Regions from separate parts of the Mus musculus genome. Here region 1 is linked to region 2. Evidence: chromatin contacts called from public promoter capture Hi-C data. All regions are on one chromosome and are shown on one strand. Each heading gives the region's core, a stretch centred on a gene start, on an enhancer-like site or on the middle of the called end of the contact. The rest is flanking DNA. Distances are from core to core; before and after follow the strand shown. Region 1 overlaps Lrp6 (low density lipoprotein receptor-related protein 6). Region 2 has its middle 47 kb from the start of Gm46977.

The links. Promoter capture Hi-C pulls out the DNA fragments that hold promoters and counts their contacts.
Region 1: a contact with region 2 is called in a promoter capture Hi-C map of embryonic stem cells, with 2.9 times the contacts expected there. The contact joins two enhancer-like sites. A contact is called at or near these places in 3 of 39 promoter capture datasets (the HPC-7 cell line, embryonic stem cells and stem cell-derived epiblast-like cells), 3 of 115 datasets of contacts at active chromatin or transcription factors (embryonic stem cells, forebrain and large pre-B cells) and 2 of 9 other capture datasets (embryonic stem cells and liver).

Annotation. Positions count from the first base shown.
Region 1 is chr6:134,550,888-134,557,917 of GRCm38.p6, reverse strand. The region is part of intron 1 of Lrp6 (low density lipoprotein receptor-related protein 6); the gene reads left to right. Among named protein-coding and RNA genes, the nearest start is that of Lrp6, 13 kb to the left of the region's middle. Within about 2 kb of position 1,662, at least 42 of the 459 cell types and tissues checked have an H3K27ac peak or open chromatin away from gene starts, as enhancers often do. A contact at or near this core is called in embryonic stem cells, where this site is marked.
Region 2 is chr6:133,985,654-133,991,901 of GRCm38.p6, reverse strand. No RefSeq gene overlaps it. Among named protein-coding and RNA genes, the nearest start is that of Gm46977, 47 kb to the left of the region's middle. Within about 2 kb of position 3,706, at least 16 of the 459 cell types and tissues checked have an H3K27ac peak or open chromatin away from gene starts, as enhancers often do. A contact at or near this core is called in embryonic stem cells, where this site is marked.

The DNA.
Region 1 (7,030 bases), core at 413-2,912, 570 kb before region 2:
TCTCTGCCCCAGCCTCTGAATTTGCCCACTTTGAATATTTCATAGAAATAGAACATAGCATGTGGGCTTTTGTGTCTAGCTTCTTTCTCTTTGCACAGTTTTAATAATGTTTATAGTATAACATGAATCTATATTTAATTCCTTTTATAACTAAGTAATATTGCATTGTATACACATATGAAGAACTCTAAAGTGAATATGGGCTTGCTTGTTGAAGTCTTTAAGTTATTTTTAAAATCTGGTCCCCGTCCCCACCTTTCTGAGAAAGGTTTTTACCCTGTAGTCCATGCTGGGCAGGGACTTGGAGTCTTCCTGACTCAGCCTCTGAAGTGCTGGGCCGAGTGTCACTCACTACACATGGCAGAAACCCATTGAGGTTATTGAAAAAGATTGTGGAATATCATTTCCATGGGCTGCTGAGATTTATCTAGACACTTATTAGCATTTCTTGCTTCTCTCTTTTGACTTATAAATAGCCCTGTCATAGTTAAGCCATATTGTGTGTGTGTGTGTGTGTGTGTGTGTGAGAGAGAGAGAGAGAGAGAGAGAGAGAGAGAGAGAGAGAGAGAGAGAGAGATGCATGCAGAGGCCAGAGGTTGATGTTGGGTGTTTTCTTCTGTTGTTCCCCACCTTACACTTTGAGGCAGTCTCTCAGTGAACTTTGATCTTACAGATTTGGCTAGACTTGCTATCCAAGAGCTCCAAGGACTGCTTGTCTTTGCTGTCTAGTTTTTTGTTTTTTGTTTTTTTTTTTAACCTGAGTTCTGGGTCTCATGCTTGAGCAGCAAGCAGTGTATTGACTGAGCCATCCTCCTAGCTCTTAGTTAAACCATTTCGATAGTCACATATGCTGAGTTCATACTACTAAACTCACATTTAGAAGAAGATAAAAGAGCCTAGAAATCCTGTGTGAAATTCATTTCACGTAATTAGAAAGGTGGGCGGCTAAAATCAGGCTGGGTTGCTAGTACTGTGAACAGAAGTTCCACTTTCAGTGCTTCCTGTAGGTATCAATTTTATCTTTTTACCCAAGTCTTTTAGTAAAGGCAGGGTCTCACCATGAGCCTAGGTTGGTTTGTAATTCATAATCCTCTCATCTCATCTAGGATTATGTGACTGTACCATCATGTTTATTGTTATGGTTACAGGGCTTGGTACGTTGCCCACGCTGACCTTGAACTTCTGGGCTCAAATGAATTTTCTTATCCTTTTAAGTAGCTGGAGTTACAGGCAATGTCACCACACCCATCTAATCACTTTTGATAGAGGACAATAATAAGAGTTTTGGAGTTTGTAAGTAGACAGTTTGTTATAGGATTGCATATAAAGACAGATATGTACTTGGGTAAAGGAGCGGTTCATTTCAGCAGAAGTGCTTTCCTTAGCATCTCCGCCTGTTTCAACACCAACTACAAAAACACTTCCTAGGGAAGGGCCAGAAGGCCGGCAGGAGCTCTGTGGGAGTTGGGCCAAGAGGAGAGGGGTACGCAGATTGCATGATCAAAATTGTCTAACTGGAAAATTCTGGTTTTGTCTGGTCAGCTGACACTTGGAATTGAGGAAGAAAGTTGTACATCTGCTTGCTAAGCTTAGGGTGAGCCAGAGTTTAAGGGCTTGTTGGAGGAGAGAAGTCTGTGAAGTTTGGTCAAGCCTAGTCAGTGGGGAACTGCATGCACTTGTCAGAATCTCCGTTGTTCAGAACAAAACCTGGCTCCTTTGGAGATAGAACAAGAGGTTGTGACGTTAGTTACATTTGATTTGGCCGATTGCTCTCATGGGTGTGACAGGAATAGTATTTTGCCACACATCTAATGGGTCGTTTGATGACTTTGGTCAGAACTTTTAAAGGACTCTCAGATTCTTTAAAAGTCTCTTGAAGCGAGGGATTGTAAGGGAAGAACTCAACATCAGGTGTCAATTCTTGGACCTATGAGATTTAGGTTAAGTCCCATCTTTCAGATGTTCTCTAAATACTGTGAGATTTTGGGGCTGTCAGGAAGTGACCATCCTTAATGTACTCATGAAGCTGGAACTCTGTGAGCTACATAGTAGGACAAGTTTCCAGGAAAGCTCTGAACATAGCCTTTAAATTCAACTGGACTGACACTCCTTAAAAATGTCTGGTGCCATGAGATTAAAGCAGCACTTTGAAAATGACACCCATGGTTCTTCCAGTTGGAGGCAGACTGAAGCTAGGCAAACAGTTATATTCAGGAGGGGCTCTGGAACTGAGGAGATAGGCAAGGAGAAAGGATAATTTAGATTATAAAGGCTTAGACTGTTAACAGTAATAGAAAATCTGAGAGAGAGAGAGAGAGAGAGAGAGAGAGAGAGAGAGAGAGAGAGAGAGATTGAGAGATTGAGAGATTGAGAGATTACTTCACCCAGGAAGTAGGACATTAAAGCACCAGTAATATTGTAAACAAATCCCACATTCACCCTTTAACAGCTCATTCAGCTCTGTGTAATTAATTCTTGTTTTGCTTCATGAACCCATCTGTTTATCTACCAGCTGTTTAGAAATCCTGACTCCGTCTTCTTGTGTGATCTCAAAGTGATGCCCTTAGATACCTGCGCACAAAGGTCTCCTGGCACACAATAACTTTTTTTCAGTGTCAACTGTTTTTTTTAATTGAAGGTGAATATTTGCTAATTTGCAAGTGTGTCCCAGGAAGCATCAGGGTAGATGACAGAATAAATCACATGGCATGACTAACCCTTTACCGATAATTTTAAAGGTGAAAAAAAAAATCTGAATGGTTGCTACAAAAACAATGCAGTTGGCAAGTATGTGTGGTGGTTTTTTGAGGCATGCCCACCAAATTGGGTCAGCCAGAAAAGTTGTAAGATGACTGAGAGCCGACTGGTTAACTTTAGAAGAGGCGTGGGCAGTACATCTGATAAGTGGATTTAGATGAATATAACTTTTTCAGAGAGAAAAAACTAAAGATTTGTAACAAGCATCAGACATAGTGTTCTCAAAATAACAAGCAAACATAAAATACATCAAGAATATGTAAACCTTAAAATAATAAAAAGACTTTGTAGGTTTGGAATAGACATTTCATGTCCATACAGTAAAATTCCTTAAGTTAATGACATGTGTTCTCAGCTAAGAACCTTGGTCTACCTAGAAGTTACTGCATTCAAATTAAAGTAATTAACTGTGGCCAAGTTAACATTGAACCAAAGGTATAATTGGACTGCACTGCACTGTATGTAGTCTTGACACCAAGCAAAGCCGACCCGAGTAACACATCGTTAATTTCTAGTAATTTCATTTTTGTGTGCATCTTTTGAATTCAGAGTAATTAATAATCCCTTGCTTACACTCCTGTAACCTAGGGAGGATAAGCTTGCTTTTGACAGCGCTTACCAATAGAATTCTGGCGTTTGATCAGATAAGCACTATTATTGACGACTTTGGACTTTTATATGTTTTAAAAAAAAAAAACTCTGTAAAAAAAAAAGAAGCTCTTTGTGATATGTCGGGTCCTCTGAGAATCTTAAAGGCAGTATGTTAGACACACTTTATTTAGGATTTGGTTATGAAAGGGCAGGGTGATACTTGGTTTTAATCACACTGAATGTGATTTTTAAATAGGTAGGTAGTCCAATGGTTAGAAAAAAATCCTAGTTCCTAAATGGGGTTTTTGTTTGCTTGTTTTTGTTTTAAACAATCCAGCACATAATAAAGCCAGCATTAGCATGGAGAATAAGATAAGATAGAGAGCATATGCTGTCCACAGGGATTATTACAGTTATTAAGAAGGCAGAGGCAAGCCTTTTAAATCCGCTTTAATCTCATACCTCTGAATTTGGCAATTTTAACAGAGAACACCAAAATCTTAATTTTTCAAAAGGATTCCAAAGAAACTCTTATATAAACTCATTGGATTCCAGCCAATTTGAACAAAATTCCTTTGTCATGATTAAATTAAAAACTTTTATAGCCATTTAGATTTTGTCCAACATTTTCCTCAAACTCATTTTGGAACATTTGCCTTTAGCACAAAACTGTTGTCTTTTCCCTTCCCAAAGACATAGCCTGCATATCTTACATATGAAATTGTTCTGTGTGTCACTATTTTTAATAGTTTCATTTGCATATAAAATTATAACTTGTGTAATTGCAGCAACTGATACTTTAAGACAAAGTTACTTGGACCTTAATTATGAAACTTGCACATCAGCATTTCATAGTAGACTAATAGGACTTAAGAATACACATCTTTCACCTTTTTTTATAGCCAGATGTTTCCCAACAATATAACTTTTCTTTTCTCTCTTAGAATTTTTATTATTATTAGTTTTTTTTTTGTCGTGCTGAGATTCATACTTGGGGCCTTACACATACTACCACTGAGCTGTATTCCTAGCCCAGTACTACTTTTCAAAATAAGTGTTCTTTAATAAGTTCATAGATTTAGTTCTTCTACCATAAAAATAAGAAACTATGTAAGTAGAAAACATGTTTCAGTATAGTTTAACTAAAATGATCTAGATGGGTAATAAACACCTATGAACTATTGTAGCACAAATCTGAAGTTTTATTAGTACCAAAGATTTTGGATACTGTGTTCACATTAGGTTAGTGTATGGTGTGTGTGCATGCACATATCTGTATGTATATGTGCACGCATATGTCAGCACATGTAGTGTTGCACATCTGGAGACCAGAGATCAGTGCTGGGTATCTTCCTCAGTTGTTCTTCACATGTTTTTTTGAGATTGGATTTCTCACTGAACGGATAGGTCATTAATTCAGCCATGCTGCCGTAATCCTGGGATCTACCCACCCTAGGCATTCACCCACCTCCGTCTTCAGCACTGGAATTAAATTGTACTGCTATACCCGGCTTTTCATATGGGTTCTGGAGATGGGAATTTGTTATGTAGCAAGCACTTCATCAACTGAGCTTTTTCCTAGCCTCACGTTGGTTTATTTCAATACATAATTGCTCTTAAAATAGAGTTTGTTAGATTAATCACTTCAGCTAACTGCAAATGCAGGTGTTTTATTTGCTTATTTGGAACTAACCTGTTAAAGTTTAGTAGAATATTTTTAAAAAAATTTTTTATTAGGTATTTTTCTCATTTACATTTCCAATGCTATCCCAAAAGTCCCCCATACCCTCCCTCCCACCCCTACTCCCCTACCCACCCACTCCCACTTCTTGTCCCTGGCGTTCCCCTGTACTGGGGCATATAAAGTTTGCATGACCAATGGGCCTCTCTTTCCACTGATGGCCGGCTAGGCCATCTTCTGATACATATGCAGCTAGAGACATGAGCTTCGGGGGTACTGGTTAGTTCATATTGTTGTTCCACCTATAGGGTTGCAGATCCCTTTAGCTCCTTGGGTACTTTCTCTAGCTCCTCCATTGGGGGCCCTGTGATCCATCCAATAGCTGACTGTGAGCATCCACTTCTGTGTTTGCTAGGCCCCGGCATAGTCTCACAAGAGACAGCCATATCTGGGTCCTTTCAGCAAAATCTTGCTAGTGTATACAATGGTGTCAGCGTTTGGAAGCTGATTATGGGATGGATCCCCGAATATGGTAGCCTCTAGATGGTCCATCCTTTTGTCTCAGCTCCAAACTTTGTCTCTGTAACTCCTTCCATGGGTGTTTTGTTTCCAATTCTAAGAAGGGGCAAAGTGTCCACACTTCGGTCTTTGTTCTTCTTCAGTTTCATGTGCTTTGTATCTTGGGAGTTTAGTAGAATATTATCCAAGCAAAATAAATAATGCTAGTATCATACAGAAACTTAGAAGACATAGAATACAGATACAAATTACCACTTGTAGCATTTTATTTTTTATCTCTTTTGTGCTGGAAACTGAACCTGGGACCTTGTAGATGTGAATGCTTTGCTGAACCACATTCCTGGGTAAATTTTATTAAACCAACAATATTTAATTAGTCTCTCTTGCCAGATTGCCCAAATTTACTTTAACTTACTTAGCTCTTTATTTTTTAGATCGTGTGATTTCCTCAGATTTGATTTGTATCCCAGGTTGGCTAGAAGTCCTCCTGTTGTAGCTTCCTGAGTGTTAGGATTACAGACAAGAGCCTGTAATGACTGGCCTTAACTTGGATTCTTAAAACATTTGGGTTAGTTCCTCTAAAAATACTTTTGAAGGTACATTTCGAATATCTTAGGAATGTTTAATTTATAAAATTACTTACTTATGTTTAAGCCACTCTAAACAGAGTTTCTTTAAGGAATTTTAAAATATATCTGTTAATACCATCCACAGGTAGGAAAATAGCTTACATAGATGGATGCATATAAACATATAGACAGATACAAATAGGACGTTCATATTTCAGATTGGAATTTTCAGCTCATTTTCAGTGATATAAAAAAGCTTATTCTAGCTCTTCTCTCTTTTATCTTGTCGTCACAATTGTCTGTCTGTCTGTCTGTCTGTCTGTCAGAGAGAGAGAGAGAGAGAGAGAGAGAGAGAGAGAAAGAAAGTTCATGCATTACTCTTGTGGCACCATGACTATGAGGGTCTCCAGAGATTCAACTCAGATCATCAGGTTTGGTTGCAAGTGTTTTAACCTACTGAGCCATCTCCTTGGTCACACACACACACACACACACACACACACACACACACACACACACACACCAGACTGTGTTTGTGACTGCTAGACTAAGTTGAGGTTACTTGCTGAGTCAGTATAAAGTCTGAATGTGTAAGTAGACTAATTTTTGAACAAAGGACTGAAGGAAGACCAGCTGTCGTGTTGGGTATCTCCAAATCTCATTTGAGTGATAAAAAGCCTGTTTATAGCTTGAGCTTCTGACTTCTGCCTGAATCCCCACTGGAGGATGGGCAGGCCTGTAGGATTTGGAAATTTGGAGATGGAAGGAAGAATTGGACAAGGTGTAGGTCATTGAGGAGCCTGGGTTATTGAAAGGAGGCAAATGAAAAGATTGAAGGGAGCCTGAGGGAAGGGTGACAACTGAAGGGAAGAGAATGTGTGTGGTACGAGGTCATGCTTAGGTATAGAGCCTT
Region 2 (6,248 bases), core at 2,457-4,956:
AAAGACAATGTCTGCCACTGAGTGACAGAGATTTAAAAATAGCCACAATTAAGAACCAAAAAAGAGTTCATTATAGCACAGTTAACAAAGAAAATGGTTATTTCTGTCACATAAGCCATCTTACAATAGTAACTCTATTCGCTAATAATAACATTATACCAGGGCAGATCATGAGTAGGAAAGACTGAAACATTAATTTCATACCCACCTGTGCTGATAGCATCTTTGTGTATTGAGATGGAAAAGCGAAGTGTCACTGTTGTGATGATGACTGCCGTTGAGATGGGGCTTTGTAGTCTAGGCTTAAAATCGTTCATCATCTTCCTGCCTCAGCTTTCTTGGTGCTTGGACTATGGAAGTGTGTCCCATACCTGGCAAGCATCACTTCTGAGTTGACAGTGTTCCACTCACGTTTTAGTACATCAAATGCTTGATTGGTTTAATATTTGCTCTTCAGAGTGAAAGAGAAAAGCCATTCAGGGTTTTCAGATGTTCTCTGGGGAATCTCAGACTCAGTTCAAAGTTTAGGAGAGAGGGAGGGACGGAAGGAAAGAGGAAAGAAGGAGGGAGGGAGGGAGGGAGGGAGGGAGAGAGAGAGAGAGAGAGAGAGAGAGAGAGAGAGAGAGAGAGAGAGAGAGAGAGAGAGAGAGAGGCCTTGTTGTGCATTGTGTGTGCTGACTCGTACCCGTAATCTCAGCACATGGGAAGCTGAGACGGGAAGATTCTCACAAATTCATGGCCAGCCTGGGCAACAGAGTGAGAATCTGGAACATAGCTCAATTTGTGGATTCTTGCCTAACATGCTCTAAGCTCTGGGTTAGACACCTAGCGCCATAGAAACTGGACGTGGAGATCATCATTGTGAGTCCAGAACTAGGGAATGAAGGCAAGAGGACTGAAAATTAGTGTCATCCTTGAGTATGTAACAAATTAGAAGCAAGCCTGGGACACACCCCTACAAGGTCACACATAATTAAAATAAAGTAAATAGGCAGTGGTGGTGCACGCCTTTAATCCCAGCATTTGGGAGGCAGAGGCAGGTGGATTTCTGAGTTCAAGGCCAGCCTGGTCTACAGAGTGACTTCCAGGATAGCTGGACTACACGGAGAAACCCTGTCTCAAACAACAAAAACAAAAAGCAAAAAACAAACAAACAAAAAAACCAACCAAACAAAAAATTGTCAATGACTATATGAATATACCAAAATATTGTGTGTAGAAAATTAACCACAGTTTTTTTTTTTTTTTTGAGTTTTAGGAATACTTAATTTATATAAACATTTTTTTTTTCTGTCTGAATCAACTCCATGGAGTTTTGGGATTTTCATGTAGAGACAACAGAAAATCAAAACCTAAGTTATATAAACAAAGGTATGCACAATTATATAGACAGATTGAAATAAAAATCCATAGCCTACATTTAAAAATTTATCCATAAATCATGTACAATAAAAAAAAAACTCACTGATTCCTATAAAGTAGAAAGACAAATTGTGGTTTTGGCAGATGAAACTGGGTCACCTCCTCAACGACACCTGAAATGTTTTATCAATATTTGTGAAATTTTTCACTTATTCAGTTGTTTCAAAAAATAACCCTTACTTTCATGTATATGAGTGTTTGGCCTGCATGCGTTTGTACATCACTGGCGTTTGATGCCAGGTCAGGCCAGAAGAGAGCACTGGGTCCCCTGGGGATGCGAGCTGCTACCATGCTGGCCCTGGGAATCTAACAGGGGTCTCCTGCAAGAGCAATGCAAGATCCTTAGTCTTTGAGCCATCTCGCCAGTCTCTTATTAAGTATACTTATAAATGGCTATAACTTTTTTCTTTAAATGTATTTTATCACAGATACCAACTGAACGTTTGTTTTAAGATGAAGGTGTTTTGAAAAAGAAAACGCTTTTAGATTTAGAAGTCCAAATTTCTCAAGGCTTCCCTGTTAGAGGGCCATTTTAAGCCAATAAGCCTTTCTGTTGACAGCCCTGGATCCAAGGCATGGCTCCATAAAACCTACAATGGAAACTTCCCCTTTCCTGAGACCCAGAGTTGCTGCCAAGGAGAAACTAATAACTCCTGACTGCATGTGGTAGCACACACATATGATCCCAGCACATGGGAGATGGGGGCAGGACGACCAGGAGGTCACAGTCATCCTCTCTCCCCTATCTAGGGAGTTTGAGACCACCCTAGGCTATAGAATCAGACCCTGTCTCAAAACAAACAATAACAGTAAGTGGATAGAATTGGAAACATTATTCTAATTGTGGTCATTGTGGGCCCTAAGGACAAATAAATGCCTCATGTTCTCTCTTCAAGTGAGATGTGCTTCAACTCTTTAGGATGCAATCTCTAATGCATCCCCTGTGCAAAGCCAGGAAAGGAGGAAGTGAACAGGGGGAAGGGCTGCCTTAAGGGAGATGAGATAGTAATACATAGATAAAAAGAAAGATAGGAAGACTGTGGAATGACGGAAAGGTTTAGGCGGACCTCGGGAGGAAGTAGGCCCCTGAGGGAAGCTGAGAGTTTTTGTTTGTTTGTTTGTTTTGTTTGTTTTCAAGACAGGGTTTCACCTGTAGTTCTGGCTGTGAGTGGAACTCACACTGTAGACCAAGTTGGGTTGGAATTTAGAGATCTCCCTGGCTTGCCTTCAGAGTGCCGGGAATAAAGATGACTGCTGCCCCCTCCCATGGGAAGCTGAGTTGTAATTGCTAATGACACTGACATAGCAGCCAACCGCCTTCTACGTACCTATACGTGGACCAGCACACAGAAGTAAGTGGTTCCCAGGCTGAATCACAGAACCTTCCCTGACAAGGAACAGTGGCAATGCAGAGATGATGGCAGGTCAGATGCAGATGAAGGCCTTGCCTTAAGCAAGTCAGTTACTCCATCTTTAAGGCTCAGGGAACGATTTAGCAGAGAGAATGGGAAGAGTTGAAAGGCTAGAAGATACGGTAAAGAGCTACGAAATGTGCTTCTTTAGACTCAGTACAGCTACTGTATCTCAAGTCATCTGTGGTTACCTTCACTGGCCCAGAGGACCAGTCCTATCAACAGTCAAGGAAGGTGGAGCCCACCCCCACCCCCCCCCACCCCCCGCCTCTGAAATACTGGCTGTTCAGAGATTCCAAGAAAGCAGGAATCATTGTCTCTAGTTCTGAACCCACTGCCCAGCCCATCAGGCTCCAATGGCTCGCTCTAAATCCACAGCCACACAGATGTCTCTGGTTAATCTGCATGGGTCACGAAACAAAACTAAAAGATGTGAACTTGAGAGAGAGGGAGAGGGAGAGGGAGAGGGAGAGGGAGAGGGAGAGGGAGAGGGAGAGAGAGAGAGAGAGAGAGAGAGAGAGAGAGAGAGAGAGAGAGAGAGAGATGATTCTGGGGAAGAGAGAGAGTGGACAGTGGTGGGAGGCAGGAGAGAGAGGTGACTGATCAGTGTATAAAGTATGTGAAATTGTTAAAAAAATAATTTAAATTTAATTCAATTAAAAATAAGGTAGGCAGCAAAGACTGTTATGGCCAACAAGAAGTAAGAAAACTCTAGTCTCCCTCAGGAGTTTCAGATCCACTGATCTGGGTGACTGGGTACAGGGACCCGACTGTTTCCAGGACAAACAAAGCAACACAAGCAGACAGCAGAGCCCCCCTATGGGCGGGGCTCCTTATTAAAGCAAACTCCAGCGGCAGCTGACACACTTACACAAAGGAAATGCTACCTGAGCACCCTGTGTCTGGGGTGCCTCGCCTGCCCGCTCACCACCTGACTTACGACAACTCAAGCCCGCTCAGCCAGCAGAAACTAGACTGGTTCCGAGAGACTGTGGCGGTTACTCTGCCAAACTTTCACAACAAAAGATAAAAGGAAGATCTCATCCAAGGGGTGTGTGTGTGTGTGTGTGTGTGTATTTTAACTGGTATCCCACAGCAAAGATAGTCTAAACAGACATGCCATGATCCTACCCATGAAATCCCCAGTTTGTGAGACTGGCTTGAACAGGCTTTGGAGTATGTCTGCATTTTAACCCATGAGTATTCTGGTCATTGTTGTTGGTGTTATTATTATTAATTATTATTATTTTTAAAAGGACAGAAGAAACAGGAGCAAAGGAAAAGAAGGGCTTTCTGGGAGGCTAAGGACCAGTGCTCAGAATACTTAACCACCACATCTAGGCACCAGGAACAACCAAGTCTTACAAAAGTTTCCCTCTAGATGGAATTTGGAAGGGAAAAGACACAGCATACATATTCACCTGGACTCGACAGATAGAAATCCAGGATGCTGACTTCAGTAAGAAAGTGCTGCCTCTTCCCTAAAGACCCAGGCTTCAAAAAAGACAGACTAATAAGAGAATTAACAGTTTAACTATGCACCTCCGTACTTAGCAGAGTTTCCCAAGACATGGGAAGAAAAGAGGCATGGGGGATGAAGGCTACTGCAGCATTTTGAACTAAACAAAGGGGAAGTGGTTCTAGGCCTCTGGGAGAAGGAGGCCAGTACTGGGGTGGAGGTGGAAGAGGGTGGTATTGTTGTCTTGTTATGCATATGTGGCTTCCAGAGGGAATTGTCTGTGAGCATCTCTCTTCCTTTACAGAGGTGATGTCCTGAATGTGCATCTTCTTTACAAATTTAGACAGTTAGGAAATTCCTCCCAACTAGCTTTTACTGTCCCCGAGGGTTGTTAATTATCATTAATTCAAAATGACCACCCTACCTATTATCATGTACCTGATAGAACTCAGTACTAAGGGGAAGAGAGATTTACTTAGGTGCTTGCTTTCAGGTTTCAGTCCCTGGCACATGGGCTCCATTGTTTCTGAGTTGTGGTGAGGCTGAGCATCCTGGAAAGGAGGCAGGAAGAAGCAAAGTTGGGTGCTGGAGAGATGGTTTGCTGGTTATCAGCAGAATGCTCTTTCAGATAACCTGAATTTGATTCCCAGGACCTACACTGGATGGCCTGTTAACTCCAGCTCCAGGGGCATCCAGTGCCTCTGGCTTTCCAGGGCACCTGCACTCAAGTTGACATACTCTTTACCCCCAGACACACACAGAGGTAAAAAGTAAACAGATCTTTAAAAGGAGAAAAGGAGAGAGAGAGAGGAGGAGGGAGAACAAGAAGAAGATGAGGAAGAAGGAGAGGAGGAAAAGGAAGAGGAGGAAGAAGAGGAGGAGGAGGAGGAGGAAGAAGAAGAAGAAGAACCAATGCTAAGGCTGCTGAGGTGGATGAGCTGGTAAAAATACTTGCTGTGTGTCTGTTGCCCTGAGTGCAATCTCTATAACACATGATGGAAGGACAGAACTGAATCACAGAGGTTGTCGTCTAACACCAACAGTTGGTTACACAAACACACACACACACACACACACACACACACACACACACACACACACACACACCCCACAGGATTAAAAGAAGAGGATTGTTGGTCTGGTGGTGGTCAGAACGGAGGCAGAAGGGACTCAGAACAAGATACAGATCCCAAGGCCATGCTCCCAGTGACCTTCTAGGGAGCAACCTTCTGCCTCCTGAGATGTCCAGAATTTCCCAACAGCACCACCAGCTGGGGACCCGGCCTACTATACATCATCAGCCTTTGGTGGTGGTGGTGGTGGTGGCACTTTTTATCCAATCTATAGTAGGTTTGTTTCAGTTTCAGCTTGAATCCCCTTTGTTGTTGTGGTGGTTGTTCATTTCTGGAGGCTTATTCACTCAGAGAATAGTTTTATTTCCTTCCATTAGTAATTTCTCAGGAAGCCCTGAAAAGCTTCCTCCCCTCACCATTTTTTAAAAATTACTTTATTTTTATTTTTATTTTTATGTATGTATCAGTGTGCCTGTACAGATGCCCTGAGAGGCCAGAAGAAGGGGGGCAGATCTCATGGAGCTAGAGCTAACACAGTTGTGAAACCCCTGATATGGGGGCTGGGAAGCGAACTCCGGTCCTCCTGGAAAGCAGGAAGTGCCCTTAATCTCTGAGCCATTTCTCCCGATGTGCTATAAAAGAAGAAAAATATTTCCTTATTTATATGTATTTATTTGTGTGTGTTGTGGGGAGGACACACACACACACACACACACACGTGCACACAGCTATGCATGCATGTGTAAGCCGGAAGAAGGAACCTGGTGTTCTTTTAGCTTTTCCCCTACTCCTTTGAGTCAGGGTCTCCTGCTGAAGCAGCAGGAGAAGGCTTGCATCTTCTCAGCGTCAGGGTCTTCTCATGCTGAACCAGGGATTTGCATC